2 separate regions of the Mus musculus genome follow, and region 1 is linked to region 2. Evidence: chromatin contacts called from public promoter capture Hi-C data. All regions are on one chromosome and are shown on one strand. Each heading gives the region's core, a stretch centred on a gene start, on an enhancer-like site or on the middle of the called end of the contact. The rest is flanking DNA. Distances are from core to core; before and after follow the strand shown. Region 1 overlaps Mrtfa (myocardin related transcription factor A). Region 2 overlaps Tnrc6b (trinucleotide repeat containing 6b).

What was found. Promoter capture Hi-C pulls out the DNA fragments that hold promoters and counts their contacts.
Region 1: a contact with region 2 is called in a promoter capture Hi-C map of cranial neural crest, with 2.3 times the contacts expected there. The contact joins two enhancer-like sites. A contact is called at or near these places in 5 of 39 promoter capture datasets (the C10 cell line, cranial neural crest, liver and 2 more), 2 of 484 Hi-C or Micro-C datasets (the G1E-ER4 cell line and liver) and 1 of 9 other capture datasets (adipose tissue).

The regions. Positions count from the first base shown.
Region 1 is chr15:81,060,913-81,064,707 of GRCm38.p6, reverse strand. The region is part of intron 2 of Mrtfa (myocardin related transcription factor A); the gene reads left to right. Among named protein-coding and RNA genes, the nearest start is that of Sgsm3, 85 kb to the right of the region's middle. Within about 2 kb of position 2,172, at least 87 of the 459 cell types and tissues checked have an H3K27ac peak or open chromatin away from gene starts, as enhancers often do.
Region 2 is chr15:80,928,283-80,932,347 of GRCm38.p6, reverse strand. Tnrc6b (trinucleotide repeat containing 6b) reads right to left here. Exons shown (of 25, transcript NM_144812.3): 25 at 1-3,259. The coding sequence ends at 2,872. Among named protein-coding and RNA genes, the nearest start is that of Mir5113, 9.7 kb to the left of the region's middle. Within about 2 kb of position 2,222, at least 62 of the 459 cell types and tissues checked have an H3K27ac peak or open chromatin away from gene starts, as enhancers often do.

The sequences.
Region 1 (3,795 bases), core at 923-3,422, 130 kb before region 2:
TTAAACATTTACTCCTGTGTGTGTGGGGGGGCATATTCATGCCCAGACACCTCAATATGTATGTGGAGGACACTTTTAGTTAGAGTCTGTTCACTTCTTCTACCTGGTGGAATCCAAGAATGGAACTCAGGTCAACAGCATCTTCATTCTGTGCTGTCTCACAGGCCATTTTACACTTATCTTCTCCGCTGTATTTGTGAGTTCCTTGAGGTCTTTTGCACTTTTGTGGGGTTTGTTTGTTTGTTTGTTTGTTTTAAATGCATGTGGTAAGCCCAGCCTTTTCTCTCTGGTCCTCCCAAGTGCTCACACTGAAGCCACCCATTTGTGCACATGGAGCAGTTAATTAGCCTTCTGATAATTACTGTTTCTGGGCACTAGAGGGCAGTATTGCATCCCTAGGGAGATGTGTTTATCCTGAATTAACTGAGGTTTTTGACTAGTATCCTAATCTGATTTTAGTCAGTCTCATGTGGATAATTCAGAAGTAATTTGCCTCTGTTTATTGTCAGTGACATTAATAATGTTTCTGTAATGCTTTTCAGCTACATTCAGAATATGAAGTTGGAACAAGGGATGTAACATCTTGTTAAAGCTGAGAGAGATCAGTCAAGTCTCTGGGTGTCATACATTACTTTCTTGAAGTTGGACACCATTATATGGTAGGCAGTTAGTGTCTTAACAGAGAGCAAAATTGTCTTGAACTTGCTGTTCTTAGTTTGATCTTGCCAGTTGTGTATGTCTATGTGTGTGTCTGTGTGTGTGTGTCTGTGTGTGTGTGTGTGTGTGTCTGTGTGTGTCTGACTTGCTCTAGCTTAGTAAACCAGTTTCTGATTTTCTAGTGTCTTTAGTCATAACTGAGTCAAATGAGGTCATGTGTGAGCTCTCTGTAAGGTGTGACATGTGTGTGAGCTCTCTAAGGTGTGACATGTGTGTGAGCTCTCTGTAAGGTGTGACATGAACTTGGGCTCCTTCTTTGCTTCTGTCTTCACCTCCATATGGAGTGCACACAGTAAGAGACTAGTTGTAATATTATAACCTTAAGTTTTAAATATTAAAGACTGCATGCTGTTAAGAATTGATAGGAGATGTGACATGCAGTTCTGTCCACCTAAGCTGCACACACTGACCTGTGGTTATAACTACAGAAGTCTGCTCAACGAAGCTTGTCTTCTGATGTTGCTGCCTCAGGATGAACTGTTAGCCATGTAAGTCATACCCTTTTGTTTAGTCTCAAGTGGATTTAATATTTTAACATCCTCTGCCTTTCTTATCAACTTCAAATATTCAGAGTCAGCTAATTATTATAAGGTATTTAGAGCATTATGGAAAACCAGGTTCAGATGCAATTTTTAAGAGAAGACGGCTGCATTTTGGAAATAAGCATGAACACAGTTTGCTATGGTAGTTTGTGGTTAGACAAGCAGTAGGTTAGCTGTGGTGGTGCACACCTTTAATCCCAGAAGGATTAAATCTAGGGAGGCAAAGACAGGCTGATCTCTGAGTTTGAGGCCAGCCTGGTCTACAGGGCAGGTTCCAGGACAACCAGGGCTGCACAGGAAGATGGGGCTTTCTTTCATCAGCAGATCATTATAGAGACACCAGATAAAATGTTCAGCTGAATCCAGGCAGGCTCCTGCTTACAAAACCTCTTACCAAGGAAAGTTGCAGCTTACTATTTGCACTTGAATAATTCCCTGTCCAGGCTTCCAGGTAGGAAACTCAGTTACAGAACTGCCCTGCTGGGAGAAGTCCTGGTGATACTGAGTGGACACCCTGGCAAGTGTGGTATGAAGAAGCTTACAGGGTTCTGGACCTCATCAGAATTAAACGTGCAGATCAGGATGTGCCAGCCGACTCCCTGGGGGGTAGGGATCTGACAAAAGCTCCTCCAGTACGTTCAGCTGTGTGCTGAACACACTTGGGCTGGGGCCCAGGCAGATGGCACATTCCTGCACCAATCTCCTGAAACATGCCGGGTTCAAAAGCTATCGGAGAGCACCCGATAGAGGTAGACCTGGCTGAGACCACCTTGGGATTGTCGTATCTTCTCACGGCCCTGTGCCTGCCCTGTTGTGGACTTGGCTTCTACTGTCAGTACAACCCTGGGACTGATTCATCTCCTCTGAAAGATTCCTTCAGACTGAGATGATTTGAGGGTAAACTTTAGGACTCTACAGCTTCCCTCTCCACAGCCCAGCCTGTCCCATTCTCGGGTCTGACTAAGCCTTCCATCTAAGACTAGGGAGGGGTGAAGCAGCTTTGGTATAGTCAGTTGCCCCTTCATTAGTTATCCCATTGGCTCTAATGTAGGGAGATACTCTCCTTAGGGGTCACCTCTTCCCCGCCTCCCGCCTTGCCTGTTGCCCTTTGATTTTTTAAATCTGATACTCAGCCTCGCCTCCCCCACTCACACGCTGGAGTTCCTGAGCTATTTCTGTCGGGTTAATGATCCCCAGCTGTTGCTGACTGTGTTCACGCTGGTGAGAATCAGCAGGGCCAGCAGAGAAGGGGTCGAGCCTGAAGCAAATTACACGGGTTGTCAAACTAGTCTCACCCATTTTTCTGAAACCACCAGGGTAAGGCTGTTTAGGGATGCTACTACTGAGATGCTTAAGTGACACAAGGGTGAGAACATTTCCTCTCGGGGACATTTTTAAAGTAAACATTCTTAGTGGATATTGTTAGTGACAATTTGGATAGACCCAAAGAGGAGGAATTTCGAGTGTACTCAGCATAAAGAAATGGTGAAAGTTTAAGGTGGTGGATATGCTAATTAGCCAACTGCACAGGAGTAAAAACATCACATTTCACCTCATAAAAATTTACAAATCTTGTGTGCCAAGCAAAATTTTAAAAAATGTGTATGATGTAGTTCTACATTATATTTAAGCTCATAATCTGGCCTGTCCCCTTCCAGCCATGCAGTGTGCTGAAGAAGCCTAGTTAATACCTGACTAGAAAGTTAGGTCTGTGACAGGAGAGGTGGAAATCATCCCAGAGGTGATGGAAGCATCCATCTCATCTCCTGGTTGACCTGAGGCAGGTTTGTCCTGTAAAAGTTGTGCAAACCCTGCAGCAGATCCAACCACAGAAATATCAAACAGAGCTGTGGGTTTATGACGTGAACACCCGTAGGATTGCACGCGCCTTTGCTTCTCATCCATCCTCACTAATAATCATGGGACAGGTGCTGTGGGGAACTTAATTTAACAGTTAAATGGCCCAGGTTTCTCCTACATGGGCTTGAGCTGCCGATCTCGTAGCTCTTATCCTCACATACCACATGGAAGTTTAATTTTACGGATTTTATCTGTACAAGTTTCACTGCAGCCTTTCTGAAAATTTATTTTTGAATCTCCAATTCTTTTCAGTTAGGAAACTAAAATTTTACACTACCTACAATTTGGGGTGGGGTTCTCATTGTTAATTACATGTCCCTAAATTTCCTCTGATCAGAAGTTCTTTGAGATGATATAGTTTGCCTTAGCTAAGCAGAAAAGAGAATCATCTGACTTGTCTATCCTGAGAATGGCCTGCAGGTGGCATAGGTTTTAAACCTGCCTGTGACCTTGTCAGCCTTGGCCACATTCATCTGGATGGATACCTGATACTTGGCACCTTAAGTCTCTACAGGACTAGGCGCATCTTCTCTCACTGAGACCAGACAAGGCAGTTAGGGGAACAGGATCCACAGACAGGCAACAGAGTCAGGGACGGCCCCCACTCCAGTTGTTGGGGGACCTGCATGAAGACCAGGCTGCACATCTGCTATGTGCAGGGGACCTAGGTCCAACC
Region 2 (4,065 bases), core at 973-3,472:
TATATATATACACACACACACACACACACACACGCACTTTTTGGTCTTTTTTTTTTTTTTAAGTTTTTAGTTTTTTTCCCTTTAAGCTTATGATGGAAGAACATTTTAGCTTCTCATGCTTATTTTTACATATTTCAAATCCCTCATTTATGTCTTGTAAACAAGAGGGGCTCTAGCACCCGGCTTTCACCGTAGTATCGTAAGGAACTCAACTAAGCCATAGTGCAGGTCAAGGACCCAACAGGCAGAAAGAGGAGCAGGGGCAGAGGAGAGGATAGGCAGGGCCATGAACCAAGAGCGGCAGTGGACAGTCCCCACAGGCTCCCAGGAGTCTGGGGACACTAAAGTTCAGCCTTCAGTCTGCAGATGTCTGAATATAAGCGGCGCTTCACCTGGACGTCATCACCTGCGACAGAGCTCTGCTCCAACACTGAGAGTCAGTGGGGCTGGAAGGAGACATTTTGCAGGGCAGAGGTGAGAGGGGGTGGTGGTGATGGAAACCAGAGAGCAGGAGGAAGGCAGAGTCCATGAGAACAAGGTGTTGCAGGAACAAACCAGAACTGCACGCTCATTTGCCTACCCACCTGCCAAGGGCGCCCAGATTGTTAAGCACAGGTGCTCATGGGAATGGTGCCCCGTCAGCCTCCTCTGAAGCTAGGTTTATACCCAACAAGGTAAGCCAAGACGACTACAGAATTTCCCACTCACTGTCTTACAAAGCCACTTACATGCAATTTTGGGTTTTTTGTTTGTCTGTTTGCTTTTTCCTATCCATACCCCTCTACCCACCTACACCAAAGACACAAGCTGAAAGTTAAATACATTAGGCATTGTTGTATCCTTCACTGAAGATGCTAAAGAAAGAAAAACTCCCTTGTCCTCAATAGCAGCAAGTCACAGAGGACAGCAGAGGTCTGCTCCCGTCAGGGGTTGGAATGGGCAGGTAATTGCTGGTACAGAATGTCGGCACTTCATGTTGAACAGACAGTACGATGCAGACTGGGATATCACACAAGTGCTAGCATGTTCCCCGCACACATCACGCCCGCCCGCCCGCCCGCCCGCCCGCCCGCCCGCCATCTATTTAGCACGTGAGGATCCCCTTCGGGTTTACTTTCACTCTCTTCACAATAAGAAATTTGATATATTTTGATTCCAACATAGTACATACGTATTGGTGATAACTGTGGATTAAACATTGCCTCCTGTTCGGCCCAGAGAACTACTACATTGATGTTTTTTTAAAAAAGTCTTTAAATACCAAAATAAAAAAACCAACATTACAAGGAAAGAAAAAAAAAAAAAAGAGGTCAAAACCAAAACAAGGTGCAATACTTTGCTAAGTTATTTCTGCCTAAGCAAAACCACATACACAGGAAACAACACAGAGAAACAAAGGGAGACACTTGAAGTACACACTGGTTTAAGAACATTCGTTAAGTAAACGTTTCTGTCAGTGATGGCCTGGTGCTGTAACACGCCACGGCCTGGCACAGGTAATGCTCAGCGAGAGAGAGAGAGAGGGGAGCAGAGAGGGAGGCGCTGCGATGCTTCCAGGAGGCTGCTCATAACTTACTGTCTTCCTCACATGATAATGAGAACTGATAGAAGTAATTGAATTTGCATTACCTGAATCCTTTCAAAAAATTCTCACACCCGACGAGCACAGCAAAGTGGGAACTGTTTTTCAGCTTTTAAAACATCACACGATTTAAAAATTATTGAATCGTCTGTTCTCACTCAAAGTAGCCAACTGGCCAGCTCAGTCCTTAGACTCCTGCTGCCGGGCAGGCAGCTGCTTACTTCACAGCACAGAGGTGAGCAGCAGCTTCTTGGAGGGAGGGGCCTTCTGTCACACCTCTGGCCTTGGCAGTGCTCTGCTCTGCAGCTGGGTCGACAGAAGCTGGGGACCTCCCCGCCCCCCCCCCCCCCCCCCCCCCCCCGCATTCTGGCTGCTGCTCTGTCACTGAAAAGCACCCTTCATCTCGAGGCAGCCAGAAGAAGTGGCTTGAGTTGCAGCGGCTCCCTGTGCTCCTGTGTTCTCATAGTCAGAAATAATGAAAAGCGGATGGCCGGCCAGCCAGCCTTTGGAACTGTCAGCAATGCAGCTTTCTGAGAAATCAGGGTGGGGGTGGGGCGGGGCGAGGCAGGACGAGGAGGGCAGGACGCAGGCACACGAAGAGAGACAGAGAGGAGGATGCACGCAAATGCACATGAACACACGTGCACACACATACCAGAACGAGCATGCCTGGGCAGTTACATGTGCCAGAACACACTGGTATTTATCAACCAGCCAATCACAAAATTTTACCTTTTTTTTTTTTTTAAGTTTTTTTGTTTTTGTTTTTAAAGTGAGGCTCCGTCAAGTCTTCCCTCCCCCCTCCCCCAACAATTCTTTTGAATTTCCCTCCCACCCAAACATGGTAGACCTAAGGACGGAAACACACCCAGTGCAAACAAAGTTAAAAAGCTATTTTTTCAGTATATATGTTTCTTAGCAACAACTTCCATATAACATGAAAAAAGTGAAAAACTAGAAACTAATTTTTTTAATTTTTTTGTGTTTAAATTTAAATGGTATGTGTACTTGCTTCACATTGTCTTTCTAGGTTGGCGTTCATGATTCAAGTATTTCAAGAGTGATATGTTCTCTTTTTGGATTCATATTCCAAACGAAAAAACTGAAGTTTTAAGGGAGGCAACTATGTGCTCAGACAGTCTGTCAATGACCCACCTTTTTTCTCTCTCCGTTTTCTTTTTTCCTTTTAAAAATGTATTTATTGCAAGTTGAAAAAAAAAACGAAAAGGTCAAGTTAGTGCTGCTGCTGTTCCAAAAAAGGTCACGAGGTCAGAGTTGAAAGTTTAAGTTCAGATTGAATCCGACCCTCCTCCCAGAAGGTCACCAGGTAGTAAAGGAGCAGGGCTGCCCATCCTATGGGGATCTTCCACCGTCGGGACTCCCCACAAGCTAGAAGAATAGTTTGGGGGGCCCCACAAGGAAGTGCCGGCAAGATCGGCCCCACTGCTGCCACCAGCGCTGCTGCTCCACTGCCCGAGCCCGGTGGACCCACCGAAAAGGTTCAGCGCAGGTCCAACGGGGTCTGCTTGGTTCTGGCTGGTCTCCAGGGACTGCCACCCTGTGGCAGGTGCACTCGGGGTGGCTGCAGGCGTAGGGGGCTGAGCTTGAGCCAGAAAGCGGCTGACTTCATCCTCAGTGGCAAACTCGGCCAGGATGGTAGTGTTTCCCAACACACACCTACAGAAAGGAGAAGAGTCACGTGATCCGAGGGATCGCCAGCAAGGGGGTGGGGGTGGGGTGGTGTACAGCTGTCAGCCCTCTGCTACTGTGTTGTCTGCATGCCTGACGACAGGTGTGGCGATCATGCTTGGTTTATGCAGTACTGGGGACTGAACGTAGGGATTTATTCATGCCAAGCAAGAACACCTGAGCTATGTCTCCAGCCTGTGTGTGTGCGTGTGTCTGAGGTGGGGGGGGCGGGGGCAGAGGGAAGGAGGGAGGGAGGCAGGGGAGGATATTTAGGGCAACCTTACAACCCTGAATGATGTGAGGTGAGGAGATCAGCACTTGTTTGTTCACACCCACCACCACCACCACCACCACCACCACCACCACCACCACCACCACCACCACCGACCCAGAAAGTGAACAGAACCCTAACGTGAACTGTGAACGCTGGTGAATTAGGTGCTAAGGGATGCTTGGAAACTGTAACAAAGGATACTCTAGGAGTGATAACAATGGGTTGAGGAACCACTGAAGGAGTACTCAGGAAGTTGCTATCCCATCCTCTCAATTTTGCTGTGATTCTAAACTAATTTTTAAAAATTTGAAGTTTTACAAAAGCAAGAAGAAAATGTCAGCTTTCTTTCTTCCCCTCCCTCCCTCCCTCCTTCCCTTCCTTCCTTAAATCCACATGAGGCAAAGAATCCCATTCATAACAGCAGGCAAGCCAACACCCAGGCCCCATTCTGTCTGAGCATGGACTTGCAGCTGGGGCCTGCTATCACTTGTTTGTGCTCTCTCTGGATTTTTGTCATGGC